Regions from separate parts of the Sus scrofa genome. Here regions 1, 3, 4 and 5 are each linked to region 2. A link is a contact called in public Hi-C, HiChIP or PLAC-seq and promoter capture Hi-C data. All regions are on one chromosome and are shown on one strand. The core of a region is the stretch at or near the end of the contact, and the rest is flanking DNA. Distances in the headings are between cores, read along the strand shown.

The links. Promoter capture Hi-C pulls out the DNA fragments that hold promoters and counts their contacts. A called contact is a pair of places that touch in the nucleus more often than the background predicts. HiChIP or PLAC-seq counts read pairs in DNA pulled down with a chosen protein or histone mark.
Region 1: a Hi-C map of retroperitoneal adipose tissue shows a contact between it and region 2, with 1.9 times the contacts expected there. The contact joins the enhancer-like site here to the promoter of RBPMS in region 2. A contact is called at or near these places in 1 of 5 promoter capture datasets (liver), 21 of 47 Hi-C or Micro-C datasets (adipose tissue, blood, embryonic fibroblasts and 10 more) and 1 of 2 datasets of contacts at active chromatin or transcription factors (skeletal muscle).
Region 3: an H3K27ac HiChIP or PLAC-seq map of skeletal muscle shows a contact between it and region 2, with 7 times the contacts expected there. The contact joins the enhancer-like site here to the promoter of RBPMS in region 2. A contact is called at or near these places in 6 of 47 Hi-C or Micro-C datasets (embryonic fibroblasts, liver, omental adipose tissue and 2 more) and 1 of 2 datasets of contacts at active chromatin or transcription factors (skeletal muscle).
Region 4: a contact with region 2 is called in a Hi-C map of fetal liver, with 2.8 times the contacts expected there. The contact joins the enhancer-like site here to the promoter of RBPMS in region 2. A contact is called at or near these places in 1 of 5 promoter capture datasets (liver), 28 of 47 Hi-C or Micro-C datasets (adipose tissue, alveolar macrophages, blood and 17 more) and 1 of 2 datasets of contacts at active chromatin or transcription factors (skeletal muscle).
Region 5: a contact with region 2 is called in a promoter capture Hi-C map of liver, with 3 times the contacts expected there. The contact joins the enhancer-like site here to the promoter of RBPMS in region 2. A contact is called at or near these places in 1 of 5 promoter capture datasets (liver), 5 of 47 Hi-C or Micro-C datasets (alveolar macrophages, liver, mesenteric adipose tissue and 1 more) and 1 of 2 datasets of contacts at active chromatin or transcription factors (skeletal muscle).

Annotation. Positions count from the first base shown.
Region 1 is chr15:54,825,195-54,827,894 of Sscrofa11.1, reverse strand. No RefSeq gene overlaps it. Among named protein-coding and RNA genes, the nearest start is that of DCTN6, 69 kb to the left of the region's middle. Within about 2 kb of position 1,279, at least 14 of the 83 cell types and tissues checked have an H3K27ac peak or open chromatin away from gene starts, as enhancers often do. A contact at or near this core is called in embryonic fibroblasts and retroperitoneal adipose tissue, where this site is marked.
Region 2 is chr15:54,723,984-54,726,730 of Sscrofa11.1, reverse strand. RBPMS (RNA-binding protein with multiple splicing) reads left to right here and starts at 1,318. Exons shown (of 9, transcript XM_021074872.1): 1 at 1,318-1,923. The coding sequence starts at 1,858.
Region 3 is chr15:54,611,324-54,614,125 of Sscrofa11.1, reverse strand. All of the region lies in intron 4 of RBPMS (RNA-binding protein with multiple splicing), which reads left to right. Among named protein-coding and RNA genes, the nearest start is that of RBPMS, 110 kb to the left of the region's middle. Within about 2 kb of position 1,430, at least 39 of the 83 cell types and tissues checked have an H3K27ac peak or open chromatin away from gene starts, as enhancers often do. A contact at or near this core is called in embryonic fibroblasts, liver, omental adipose tissue and 2 more, where this site is marked.
Region 4 is chr15:54,845,835-54,848,534 of Sscrofa11.1, reverse strand. No RefSeq gene overlaps it. Among named protein-coding and RNA genes, the nearest start is that of DCTN6, 49 kb to the left of the region's middle. Within about 2 kb of position 1,349, at least 28 of the 83 cell types and tissues checked have an H3K27ac peak or open chromatin away from gene starts, as enhancers often do. A contact at or near this core is called in adipose tissue, epiblast stem cells, fetal liver and 1 more, where this site is marked.
Region 5 is chr15:54,628,143-54,630,842 of Sscrofa11.1, reverse strand. All of the region lies in intron 4 of RBPMS (RNA-binding protein with multiple splicing), which reads left to right. Among named protein-coding and RNA genes, the nearest start is that of RBPMS, 96 kb to the left of the region's middle. Within about 2 kb of position 1,387, at least 12 of the 83 cell types and tissues checked have an H3K27ac peak or open chromatin away from gene starts, as enhancers often do. A contact at or near this core is called in liver, where this site is marked.

The DNA of each region.
Region 1 (2,700 bases), core at 30-2,529, 100 kb before region 2:
GAGGGAGGAGACTACCCAAGGGCATAAATGCCATGAATACCAGTGGGCCTGAATCACTGGGAGCCGTCAGTGTAACAGTCTGTAATTTTATATACGGTGTTGCCATCCTGACAGAAGCCCGCCACTGAGTTTTTCCTGCCATTTCTTTTTGCAAATGAGGAACCTAAGGCCCAGAGAGGTCAAGTAACTTACACTTGCCTAAGGTCCATAGCAATTAAGTGGTGGGAAATTCAAATTTTTGGTTCTAAAGTCTGTGACCTTCCACTCTACCACAGGCTCCTCCTGGGAGCACCTAGGATACAAGAAACAATGCAGGTGATGAGAAAAGCCCAATCCATAGGTTTTTTTTTGGTGGGAAGCAGAGTGAGCTTTATTTTTGTTTGCATGTAATGGAGAAGATGAACGAGTCAGATAATATGGGTGGAGGAAATATTAAAATAGTCTGATTGTGACCTCGATGGCCAAACCATCTTATGCTCTCAATGAAAGTTTTATGGTTCCTCAGCTGTGGTCACTTAATATTTCATACGTAACTCTCTGCCATAGCTCTTTCCTGTATACTATTTGTTGCTCACTATTTATTATGAATTCTTCCTGGTCTGGGTCCACACTGCCTTGTATGTTGTCTGATGTACAGCAGACTCTCAACAAATGTTTGTTGAATGAATGAATGAATGGGCAAGCAGAGGTCAGGGAGGCCAAAATGGAATCCTTCATACTTTTCCAGGGACTCCAAGGAGAAGCCATGAATAATGAGGGAGTGAAGCATTAAGGAGATGAACAATGAATTGTGTATTATCTGAGGAACAATCAGGAGTTCATAGAAACAGATGTTTTTGATTAAACAAATAGGCCAAAATTCAAGAACTTAAAATCTAATCTTAAAATAGATTTGTGCTTTTGAATATCTTTCTCAAATTTTTCATTTAGGGAATTTCTCATTCACTTCAGCCTATTCTGCATGTTCGTTTCATTTTGTTTTGTTGATTCTTTTTCCCATAGCCTTTTATCAACAGTTTTGAAAGTCCACAGGGAGGGGTCCTACTCCATAGCACAGCTTCTCTCCTCTTGCTTGTTTTACTCCTTGAAAGGGAGCATTGATTTCAACAATGTAAATGTTCTTCTCTAATTGGGAGTAAATCATCCCAAGAAAATTTGCTTAAGGGAGTTCCTGTCATGGCTCATTGATAACAAACCCAGCTAGTATCCATGGGGATGTGGGTTCCATCCCTGGCCCCGCTCAGTGGGTTAAGGATCTGGTATTGCCGTGAGCTGCAGTGTAGGTCACAGACAGGCTTGGATTTGGCGTGGCTGTGGCTAAGGTGTAGGCTGGCAGCTACAGTTCTGATTCAGCCCCTAGCCTGGGAATTTCCATATGTTCCAGTGCAGCCCTAAAAAGATCCCTCCCCCTAAAAAAGAAAGAAAATTTGCTTAAAAATGGAAGAGTTGGGAGACTTCCTCACTAGAGATACTGAACCATAAAGGGTTTGGACTCTGGTGATAAGATACCAGGCTCAGTAAGGACAGGAGTTAAGCGAAAATTAAATTTAAAAAAAAACTGAAAAATTGGGGGGAAATCCACTCACTGAATGTAGCACCCCAGCCATTTTCACATGGTTATATTTAAGTGGTGTTGATAGAGTTTTCTGCAAAAAGAAAAACAAACCTACAACAGACAGGAAATGCAGGTTCACATCAACTACTTCTGAAAAGGACCCTAGGATTTAAAGGAGTAACTTAACGTCCATATGCTATACAAAGATATGGGAACTGTGTTTGGAGGCATTTCTCAAGTTCATGCTGAGCATGTGCATTCACAAATGTATGGTGCTGCTTCCTTAGTTTCCCCAGTCATCTTAGTTAAAGCCAGTGAGAACTGCCCACTGTCTCCTGATCACCTGGTCCAGCTGTGGTGGCAGGAGCCACTCCTAGTTCCAAATTTTCCTGAACTTCTCCTAGAAGTGTCTGCAGCCCATGAGGATTTTCTCCCTGGGAGACTCTGGACAGGTAGACAAGCAGCTGCTAAAGGCGGGGGGCTGAATAGTAGCAAATTCTGGGAGGCTGGGATAGAATTCCAGGAGGCTGGCACAGATTTCAGGTTAGTTCTGGATCTGCCTTGACGTCAAGAAATGTCTATTTGGTAGACTTTCCCTTGAGAGTCCAGAGGCCCATGGGAGCAGAGCCGTAGCTCTTCATACTGAGCGCTGACATACAGCACAGTTGAGATGGGGCCTCCAGAGGCTTCAACTCAACTGAGTAAGTGAGGCAGGTAGCACCAGCCCGAGATAAGGCAAGAGCAAACCAGGACTTCATGAAGGGCACCCTGGAGGCAACACCAGGACTAGATGCCCGGGCTTCAAATCTGCCATCCAAACAACAAAAAAACAAACAACCCAATTGAAAAATGGGCAGAAGACCTAAGCAGACATTTCTCAAAAGAGGACATACAGATGGGCAATAGGCATATGAAAAAAGGATCAATATCACTGATTATTAGAGAAATGCAAATCAAAACTACAATGATGTACGACCCCACCCCAGTCAGAGTGGCCATCATTAACAAGTCAACAAATAACAAATGCTGGGAGAGGGTGTGGAGAAAAAGGTACCCTCCTCCACTGTTGGTGGGAATGTAAATTGGTATACCCACTATGGAAAACAGTATGAAGGTACCTCAGGAAACCAAATATAGAACTACCA
Region 2 (2,747 bases), core at 69-2,568:
AGCAAGCAAGCTGATTAGAAATTGTGATTGGTGCGGTGCGGGGAGAGAATTCCTAGGAGTGAGAAGTGAGAGAGAGCCTACCGAAGTTTGGAGGTTTAAACTTAGGTGTTTGTAGCAGTCACTTGAGTGGAAAGCATAAATGACACCATATTGGAAAAGTTCTGGATGGCTCAGGAAAAATGGAAATTTCCTTCATAAAGCCAGTTTCCATGTATTGTAAACTTAACTGGGTCAGAATGGGTGCCAGGTGCTATAGTTTTATCTATCAACCGATAATCTCCTCTAATAGCAAACTCCTGGGCGATAAATAGAACTCCTAGTTCACAGAGAAGGAAACGGAAACCAAGGCAGTTCTTCCTTCCAAGCCTGGTGCGTAAACAAGCGTTGTGCACTGACCTAGATGCCGGGTCTCCCTTCGTCTCTAAGCTGCTCTGACCCTCTGAATATCTTGTCTTGTCCTCCAGCTTGTCTAGCAGTGAGGAACATTTCCCTCGGCCAACAAATATTTATTGAGTGCGTACTATACACCACGTAGCCTATTAAAAAAACCCAACAACCCAAACCAAACCCGTGGGATTTGAAAGGTAAAGAGGGCTGGGTCTTGCCTTCCAAGAAGGATCTCTTCAGGAGAGTAAGAGAGGCAGCCAGGTAAACAAATAATTCCAGGATAGTCAGATAAGGGCTCTAGAGGAGTCTGAACAGGGGCCAGCCGGTGCGGGGAGGCTGGAAAGGTTTTTGAGGACCCGGCGTCGGACGTGGGTCTGAGGCTGTGCCCTGAAAACGCTGGCCTGGAGTGGGCTGCCCCCGGATGTCACTCGATTTCTCGCATCCTGTCATTTCAAGCTGCCGACTAGGAGAGGTAGAACCAGGTCTAAGCTGGTATTGAAAAGGCGGGGTAGGGGTGCGAATGCCTCGTGAAGAGTAAAGGAGCAAAAGTGACAACTCACACTCCCCGGTCCCCGCGCGGGCAGGGCCGGGCTCCCCGAAGCCCCTCTTCAAGGGAGTGCAGCGCCCGGCTGGGCCACCGGGGCCCCCAGGGGCAGGGCAAACGGGGGACCTAACCTTTCTCCTCTCCCCTCTTCGGCCCTCGCCCAGCGACCTACCGCGGAGTCGGGGGCTCGGGTCGGTCGCTTCCGCCCGGCGCGCGCCATCCGGCCGCCTGGCAGCAGCCCTCCGCGCAGCCCCTCCTCCTGCGGGGGGCTTTGCCGTCCCGCGTCCCGTCCCTCCGGGCTCTAGCCTGCAGCCCACATCCAGGGAGGGCGGAGGGAGGAGGAGGAGGGGAGGGAGGAGAGAGGGGAGGAGGAAGGCAGGCGAGAGAAGGGGAGCTGCTTGGAGCCCGTACTTTCCAGAGCCAGCCAGGAGCGCGCACTCAGCGGCTCTCCGGGTCCCAGCCGCGCCCCGCTACCCCGCACCTCCTCCTCCTGCTCCTCTCCGGGTACCCCTCGCCCCCTCCTTCCAGCAGCTGCTACCTCGGGCGGCGGCTGCCCCCGAGCCTCTACTCAGCCACATCCCCAACTCTGGGCTCACTCCTGGGACGCGCGTCCTCGCCCCATCCTTTCTTCCTTCCTTCCCTCACGCCCGCCCGCCCTCTCCAGGTCTCCCTCCTGGGTCCCGATTGTCTCCGTCCCCTTCTCTGTCCGCCGGCGCCTAGCCCTGCCCCGTCCTCTCCCTCGCACTTCCTGAGTCGCCCGCCGCCGCAGTCTCGCCGCGGGACCCCGAGCCGGAGCCCCAGCCAAGCCGCCACAGCCCCGGCTCCAGCCCCCGCTGCCCGCGGCGCCCGGGGAAGGGAAAAGTGGGCGAGCTCGCCCTCGCCCAGCCCCGCGCCCCAACCCTGCCCGGCGAGGGAGGACCGGGAAGATGAACAACGGCGGCAAAGCCGAGAAGGAGAACACCCCGAACGAGGCCAACCTTCAGGAGGAAGAGGTACGGTGAGGTGGTGGGTACGGGCTGGGACGGCAGCCGCGGGTCTTTTCCAAAGTGCCGGCGGCTGGCGGGGCGCGGGTCCCCGGGCGCCGGGCTGCGCCGGGGAGGGGGCGCCGCGGTCGAGGGTTTGGGAATCGTCCTGGCTCCTTGAAGCAGCCCCAGGCTGTGGCCCGGGGAGAGTGTATCCTCACCGAGTGTGTTTTTGTGGGTCCACGCGCGTCTGTGTGCCTACAATTGCGTAACTTTGAGGACTTTCCTGAGACCTTTTGTAAGTATAATGCCCAGCTTTGTTTGCACCGGATTTTAAAAGCGGAATCGAGAGCTGACTCCTGGGTGACCTCAGATTATTGAGACCGGGAGGGTCAGCACTTAGTTCTGCGTCTGGGGCTGGAAGTTGTGGGGTGTGTTTGTGTGGTTTAAGGAAGAAACTCGGGGAAAGTTCTCCTTAAAAGACTCCTTCGGTTCCCTGCCCCCTCCCTTTCAACGTGAAAAGTTTCTTAGTGAAATATCTTTCCAGCTGAGGCATTTTGGATTAATAGATAACTCATCAGCCGCATTCTTCTCTGATGAGTCTAAGACCCCAACCTGAGTAATTAGGTTTTGTAAATTTAGGGGCGTTGCGGTTGTGGGGAACAGAAGACGAGAGTTTCAAACTTTGCAATTCATTAAGTGATCATCCAGGCTATTTTAATGGAACTTGAACGTCTGAGCGTAAATTTTGTGGTGGGTCTGTAACAAGGATAAAAATGTTGCAGCTGAGGAGCGTTCCTTTGGTAGAAAAAAAAAATTCAGTAAATGTAGAAGGGAACTCTAGAACAAACGTT
Region 3 (2,802 bases), core at 181-2,680, 110 kb after region 2:
CAGAGCTACAGCTGCAGGCCTACACCACAGCCACAGCAATGCCAGATCCAAGCCACATCTGTGACCTACACCACAGCTCACAGCAACATTGGATCCTTAACCCACTAAGCAAGGCCAGGGATTGAACCCACAACCTCATGGTTCCTAGTTGTATTTGTTTCTGCTGTGCCACACCGGAACTCCTAAGTTGTCTTAAACATTAATTCTCTTGGTTCTGGGGGCCAGTAAGTCCAAGGTGAAGTTTCCAGCAGACCTTCTTTCTGGCTTGGAGACCACCACCCTCTGACTGTGTTCTCTTGTGGCCTGGGCTTGACTTGTGCCCTGAGGACAGAGATCCCTACTGCCTCTTCCTCTTCTCTCAGGGGCACTAATCCCTTCCTAGGGGGCCCACCTCCAAATAGCATTATGTCTGGGGTTAGGGCTTCAATGTGTGGATTTGGGGAAAACACGAACATTCAGTCCAAAACACATCAATATATGGATCTGCCCTGGTGTGCTTTTTAAGTGTAGTAGACTCAAGGCTTTCTGTCTCCTAGTATTCACCCTAGGTAGGGAGGTTGGCCTTTGCAGATCACAGTGAACTTCTGTTGGTTTGGTCACAGAGTTTGAGGCCATCTATTCCTATAGCCAGTCAGATTGGTCTGCTTCTGAATAACTTACTGTTCTCAAACCAACAACCAGAAACTCCTTTCTGGACACCAAGGAAGTAACCTGCTGTCCACCTGAACCTAACACGACATTGTAAATCACCTTCACTTCAGTTAATAAAACATTTAAAGGAAGGAAATAAAACCATTTCCAGTTGGAAAAGTTGCAGTTCGTCATTCATAAGAACGGTTTTGGTGGGTTTGTAGGCAAGCAAGGAAAAAGTTGATTTTGAAAGGTACAGATTCCCCCTCTGACACGGTAGTAATCTTAGCCTGACAGCGTTTAATAATCTTGTTAGACTTTAATTAAAAGCACAAGAGTTGGGGGAGGAGGTTTGTTTTTTCATGTCTCCTCCTTATCTGTCTTTCCCTTTTTCATCTTTCTCCTCACTTTTCTTCCTCTTTACTTCCATGTTTTCCCTACCCCTGCCCCCCTCTGCCTCCTCTTCATCATCCTTCAACATTGAAAATGTTTTTGGCTTGGCTAATCCCTCTGGATAGAAACCAAGCTGAGCAGGATATTGATTACCAAATATGGTGTTGCTGCTAAAGATGTTAGAGGAATGTGCCTTGTATTCTAAGCCTCCAGCCTCTGAATAAGCTGCCAAACAAATTAGGTCATTTTAACTCTTTTTTTTTTTTTTTTTAATAAGGAGCTGGAACTTTGATTTGGAACACGATGATGATGTTATTTTAGCTCAAACGGGGAGGAGGGGTACTGGGTAGTGGGAGCGACTCAGTTAAGCATGTTTTAGGACCTGAGTCATGAGGCCAGGTTGTGTAAGCTGCAAGCACGTGGCGTGGAGCCTGGGTCAACCCTGGCGAGTCAGTGAAAGAGCTGAGGCATGGAATTCAGATGTGCAGCCTCCTGCTCTGATTAGAAACTCCAGAGGTCCACCGTTACCCATGGCGCTAACGTTGATGTGAGCTCAGGGTTGGGAAGTCCCAGGAAGGATGATGGCATTAAGTGCCAGGGAGGACACCCCGAAATCCATCGCAGGTCATTGCTGTGTAGTTGGATGTGACAGAAATAGGCATGTCCCTCCACAGGGTACCTTTAAATGACGCCCGGGGAGTTCACTTGTCTCCCAACAAAGACGACAGCTCTTCAGATCCATATTTGGAAATATGTACTGTGTTGTGATATTAGCTTTGATAGAGTGAAAGGCTCTTAGTGGAAGTGGATGGATGCAAACATTGCCTCAGTAGGCTGCTCGCTCTTGTCCCCTGATACACATTTTCAGCGAGATGAGACTGAGGTTTCCCAAATTAAAAGAAAACTGGCTCTAGGGAGAGACCATGATGGAAGATAATATAACAAAGGGAATGTATATGTATGGATGACTTGGTCACTTTGCTCTACAGCAGAAATTGGCACAACATTATGAATCAACTAGACTCTAAAAAAGTTTAAAAAGCAAAAAACAAAAAAACAGACCAGTTAAAGAATTTCTGGACTGCCTCTTGTGGAGCAGCAGAAATGAATCTAGCTATTATCCATGAGGACTCGGGTTTGAACCCTTGCCTAACTCAGTGGATTAAGGATCCGGTGTTGCCATGAGTTGATGTGTAGGTCACAGACATGGCTTGGATCCTGCATTGCTGTGGCTGTGGTGTAGGCCAGCAGCTGCAGCTTCAATTTGACCCCTAGCCTGGGAACTTCTATATCTTGTGGGTGTCATGCTGAAAAGCAGGGGAAAAAAAGAAAGAATTTCTTCTTAGATGTCATACAGCTGGCACCCTCTTTTCAGTTTTTTGTCATTGGTTAGGCCTGCACAGAGGGTTCTTCTTCTTGTCCAACCTCACCTGTTTTGCTGCCTTCAATTGGTTTGTTCTTAGAAAGTGGAGAGATCTGGTTCACAAAGAAATTCCACCCACATCAGAACATCTGTGGGTCCCATGGCTCTCGTGCCCACTGAGGGGCCTCTCCTCCCTCTCCCCCCATCCCTTACTTCTCTTGCCATTAGCATCAAGTCACAGGCTCTTCCTCCCATCTTTGGAGCTGAGTTGTTCATCTAGGTCTACAGAGTAAGAGAGTCTTATTCATTTCTTGTGGAAATTGCTCTTTTTCTCCAAGATAAAAAAGAAAAAGAGAAAGAGAAAAGAAAGAAACAAACAGGCTTTAGGGCCCCTTATGGGCATGGGCTTGGACTGA
Region 4 (2,700 bases), core at 100-2,599, 120 kb before region 2:
TGAGCGCTGATTCAGGAACCTGCACTGGGGGAGAGCGTCCGTGGTCAGTGGTCTCAGCTCTGAGCAGTATGCAGAGAAACAGTCAGCAATATGGGGTGCCAGCCACACATCCTGCTGAATTCACGTAAGTTAGATTATCAACCATCCATGTGGTGGACCTCTTTTCCTCCCAAACGTGTCTTGGTAATGAGGCACAGTAGCCAGCAGATGGCACATACTGGTAACTTGCAGATGTTTTCATAATAACATCATCCAGAACATGCATTCCCTCTGCTCCCCCCACCCCACCCCTCGCCCCCTGCCCGCCTCCGCGGCATATGGAGTTTCCTGGACAGGGATCAGTTTTAAATCCGAGCTGAGGCAACACGGATCCTTAACCCACTGTGGGGGCCGGGAATGGAACCTGCATCCCAGCACTCCCAAGAGGCCACTGATCCCACTGCACCACAGTGGAAACTCCAACATCACCCAGCTTGTGAATGGCACTTTACAGACTCCAAAACACGTTAATAAAAACTGGCCTCACTTGTTCCTTAGAAAAACCTGTGAGGTAGGAAGGGAGGTGATTTTTATGCCCATTGAAAAGATGAAACCTTAGCAATGCTGCCTATTCTGCAGTGCAAGCACAAGACAAAGCCACTGTGATGCCTGAATTTTAGATGTCACACACTTGATTTGGGTCTTGAAAGGAGTAGAAGTTTGCCAGACCTGCAAGATTGCCTTCTCTGGAAGTAATGGTCATTTGCCCCAGTGTGTGGATGCTGGCCCACCTGCCCAGTCATCTTAACGCTGCACTGTAAGCTGGGACAACACAGTTTCTAGTACAATAAGCTTGTGGGACCTGTGCCCTGGGACTCGCTTGTGACCTCCAGTCTTAGTTTTAATGTACCATCTTCCAAAGCAATTAAAAATACTTTAGCCACCGATTGACATGGCATTCCCTTCTCTGTACCCCGTTACAAAATAATGATAACAGGCTTATTAGATCTAAAATAAGGCCAGATTAGAAACAGCCTGTTTAAAAATCAATAAACTTTCCTTAATCCCTGCAGTGGAAAAAGAAAGAGGCTCCTCGCTGTCTTCCCTAAAAAGTCAGTATTTACATAAAGCATCGCGTTGCCGGATTCGGAGACACGGAGGTGCCCAAGTTTTCACCCAGCTGCCTGCACCCCCTGGATCCTGCGAGACTTATTTGGCTATAACTAATCTTAGCTCCAGGCTTGCTTACATTTTTGGGTGACCCTTTCGCCTGGAATGCTTCTCAGTGTTCTCATTAGCGCTGTCTTCCCAGCCTGACCCTCCCTCTCCCTTTGTTGCTGTTACTTTCTGTCCTGCCATTAGTAATCTTTTGACTGCTCCCAGAGGCCAGGCCTGGCGTGTTCCGCATCACACTGACACTGTTCCCGCACCAGACCAAGGCCTGGCTCCTCCCCCCCCTCTGTCCCCACAGCCTAGTGCCTTGCTGCCGTTTCTGGATTCTCTTTGTGAATTCCTTTTCCAGTTGTAAAACGTATTCTATGCTTTTTATAAAAGACTGTAAAGAAAGATATTAATCATCATTACTCATCATCCATGCTCAAATGCTATTTTTCTAGCCCAACCCTTATTTAAAATATACTTTATTGTATGTTTCGTTAAAAAAATTAATATATCTCCTTATATGATGTGATGAGAAGGGCACGTAGCTTTTGTAGTCTTTTTCCACAAGATTCATAACCCAAGTCTAATCTTGAGGAAAAACATCAGACAAATCCAAATAAATAGTGGGACATTCTCCAAAATATCCAACAGGAACTCCTCAAAACTGTCAAGATCATCAAAAACAAGGAAAGCCTAAGAAAATGTTGTGGTCCAGAGGAGCCTAGGGAGACATGATCACTAAATGTCATTTGGTGTCCTGGATGGGACCCTGGAACAGAAAAAGGACATTAGATTAAAAACTTTAAAAATCCCATTAACGAATGGACACTAGTTGATAATAATGGTCATTAGTGGTGACAGATATAAGATGTTAACAGTATAGAGAACTGGGTACCATATATATGGGAATTCTTTGTCTTATCTTTACAACTTTCCTGTAAATGTAAACCTATTTTCATTTCATTTTTTTTCTTCTTCTTCTTTTTAGGGCCCTACCTGCGGCATTTGGAGGTTCCTAGGCTAAGGGGAGAATTGGAGCTGTGGCCACCAGCCCACACCACAGCCAGAGCAATGCCAGATGTGAGCACACCTGTGACTATACCACAGCTCATGGCAACGCTAGATCCTTAACCCACTGAGTGAGGCCAGGGATTAAACCTGCATCCTCATGGATACTAGTTGGGTGTGTAACCCATTGAGCCACAATCGGAACTCCCGTAAACCTATTTTCAAATTAAAAGTTTATTTTTTTCCTCCAGTTTTATTGAGATATAATTGTCCTACAGCACTATATGTTTAAGGTGTATAGCATAATCTGACTTTCATACATCATGAAGTGATTACCACAGTAAATCTAGTGAACCTTTAACAAAAGAAAAGAAAAAGAAAAAATTTTTATGTTTGTGATGAGTACTCTCAGAATTTACTCTCTCTTAGCAATGTTCCTAGGAGTTCCCTGGTGGCTCAATGAATTAAGAATCCAGTGTTATCACTGCAGCAGCTCAGGTCACAACTGTGGTGAGGATTTGGAGTTCCATAGTGGCTCAGTGGTTAACCAAT
Region 5 (2,700 bases), core at 138-2,637, 96 kb after region 2:
GACGCGGCTTGGATCCCGCGTTGCTGTGGCTCTGGCGTAGGCCGGTGGCTCCAGCTCTGATTCGACCCCTAGCCTGGGAACCTCTATGTCCCGCAGGAGCGGCCCAAGAAATAGCTAAAAAGAAAAAAAAAAAAAAAATCTTCTGAGAGTCAAAAACATAAATAAAAGAAAGAAAAAGAAAGGAGTTCCTGTCGTGGCACAGCAGAAACGAATCTGACTAGGAACCATGAGGTTGGGGTTCCATCCCTAGCCTCACTCAGTGGGTTAAGATCCGGCATTGCTGTGAGCTGTGGTGTAGGTCACGGGTGCGGCTCGGATCTGGTGTTGCTGTGGTGTAGGGCGCCAGCTGTAGTTCCAATTTGACCTCTAGCCTGGGAACCTCCACATGCCGCAGGTTCAGCCCTAAAAAGAAAAAAGAAAAAAAAAAAAAAAACCAATAAATGAAAACCCTTGCCTCCTGATCTGCTTTCTTTTAAGCTTTCCCTGTGAGTGCCGTTCGCATGCCTTCATTCAGCAGCTAGCAGGAATAAAAGGCTGTCATTCTGCCATTACCTTTCCCCAGGGGACGGAGGGGATGCTTATGGTTATAGTCACTGTCCCTGCAAGGAGAGAGGAGGGGGGAGGCGGAGGACTGTAGAATAAAAGGGGCAGCTGGCAGCAGAAGCTACGCTTGGCATTTGTGTGTTAAGGATTCCGAGAGATGCCTTTGTTCAGCCAGAGCCCTTGACCTCCCTGTTTTCCTTCAGAGTAAAAATGTTAACGTCGGGATTCCTGGATGAAAGAATGCCGTCTGCACTTTGGCCTATGTTTCTTTCCGTGTTCATATTATCTGTTTCGACGTGTCACTCTAAAATATTGCTCTAACGGGTCACTGACTGCGCTTGAAGTGGAGACGTCCCCTCCCTGACGTTGTCGGGGTCTGGGTCTCTCAATCATCCTTTTCAAGATAGTTGGAGAACCTAGTGGCAGAAGTTCAAACAATCATGCCCTCTCAACCTGGTGGAAAATAAACTCTGTTGGACTCTGATTCTGTTGACATGTTAAAGATGGAGTTTATAGCTTCTTCAAAGGCCCTGCCATGACTTTATAGTCGTCCTATACAAAACAGATTCTCCTAGGCATGGTTGTGTACACAGGGGGTGGCCGTCTAACAAAAAGCCTGCTTTAGCGGACAAGAAATGAACTGCGGGGGTGGCTGGTCAAGTCAAATGGAGACCTAGATAATCTCCAGAGTACTTTTACCCAGGTCTCCACCGTAGTGGGTCCAGTCTCTGGGGTTACCAGCCAGTCTCCCGAGAGCTACTCAGACTGTAAGAAGCGAAAGGAATGGTCAAGAAAAGCCGGACACCCTTCCATTCCCTGTGGGGGAAGTGAAACCAGGCAGAATAAAAGAATTCTGTAAACCTGCACAGCTCCTCAAGTGGCAGCTCCGGTATCCTGCTGCTGGTGGGGGTTGGGGAGGGGAATCCCAGAGTCAAGTGTGCCATCTCATCCTTCTCTATTACAAGTGGTAGAAGCACCCTTCCAGAAAGGCGTTTCTTTTCCTTTGGAACACCAGTCCGCAGTAGAAGGAACAGCTCTTCAGCTGGGCCCCAGGAGTATCTCATAGGTCGGACGTTAATCTAGACATTGACAAGAAGAACTCATTTTTTTTCCTACAATCTACCCCAGGAGGTATGGACTGTTATTATTCCCAGTTCCTAGATAAGGAAACTGAGGCACAGAAAAAGGTTAAACAACACACCTAAGATCAGTAGTGGAGGTAGATATGAACACATGTGGCCAGATGTCCAAGCCCACACAATTGCCACATTTTAAGCCTTTCTTTGGTTGTGACTTTCGAGTAAGCATCTCCTTTGTAATTGTCACTGTAACTGATGGTGCTTCTGGAGAACCTTTCTTGCTTTACCAGTGGGTGGCCTAGGAGCCACCAAGATTATCTTCTATTTGTTTTTCTAGCCTTTCTGGATTGGGCGGGGGAGTGGAGTGGAAATGAAGTTTACTTTTTTTTTTTTTCAGTTTTTCTAAACTGTATTCTTTTTTTTTTTTTTTTTTTTTAATTTTCCCACTGTACAGCAAAGGGGGTCAGGTTATCCTTACATGTATACATTACAATTACAGTTTTTCCCCCACCCTTTCTTCTGTTGCAACATGAGTATCTAGACATAGTTCTCAATGCTATTCAGCAGGATCTCCTTGTAAATCTATTCTAAGTTGTGTCAGACACAACTTAGGAAATGAAGTTTTCATTTTGTTGTTGGGATAGATCTGTTGTGTCACTGAGAGAGTCTGGCCTAGTTGAGAGGGTTTGAATTTGAGTTCTACAGTTTTTGCACATGAATCAAAATGAAGCCAAAGAGAAACTGTATTTTGCAAAGTGGCCTCGTCGCTAGGAAATGTAAAAAGTCTTTTATTCCAGGCCCAGGTTCACTAGTGGCTCAGCTGATTCTATTACAACACTCACAGACCTGAGCTTGTTCTAAAATATTATCAGAGGAGGAATTATATCGGCTTGAAATCGAGGATAAGCCTCTGGAGACATTTGAGGCTAGATGTGGGTATATATGCTTTTCTATCACTGAAATTTTCAAAGCAAGAGAAAGGTACATTGTGTTCTATGGAAATCTGGTTTAGAAACAAAAATTCTCCAAATTTTTTTTCCCCTTCATTTTTGGCCACCCGAGGAATTTGGAATTCCCA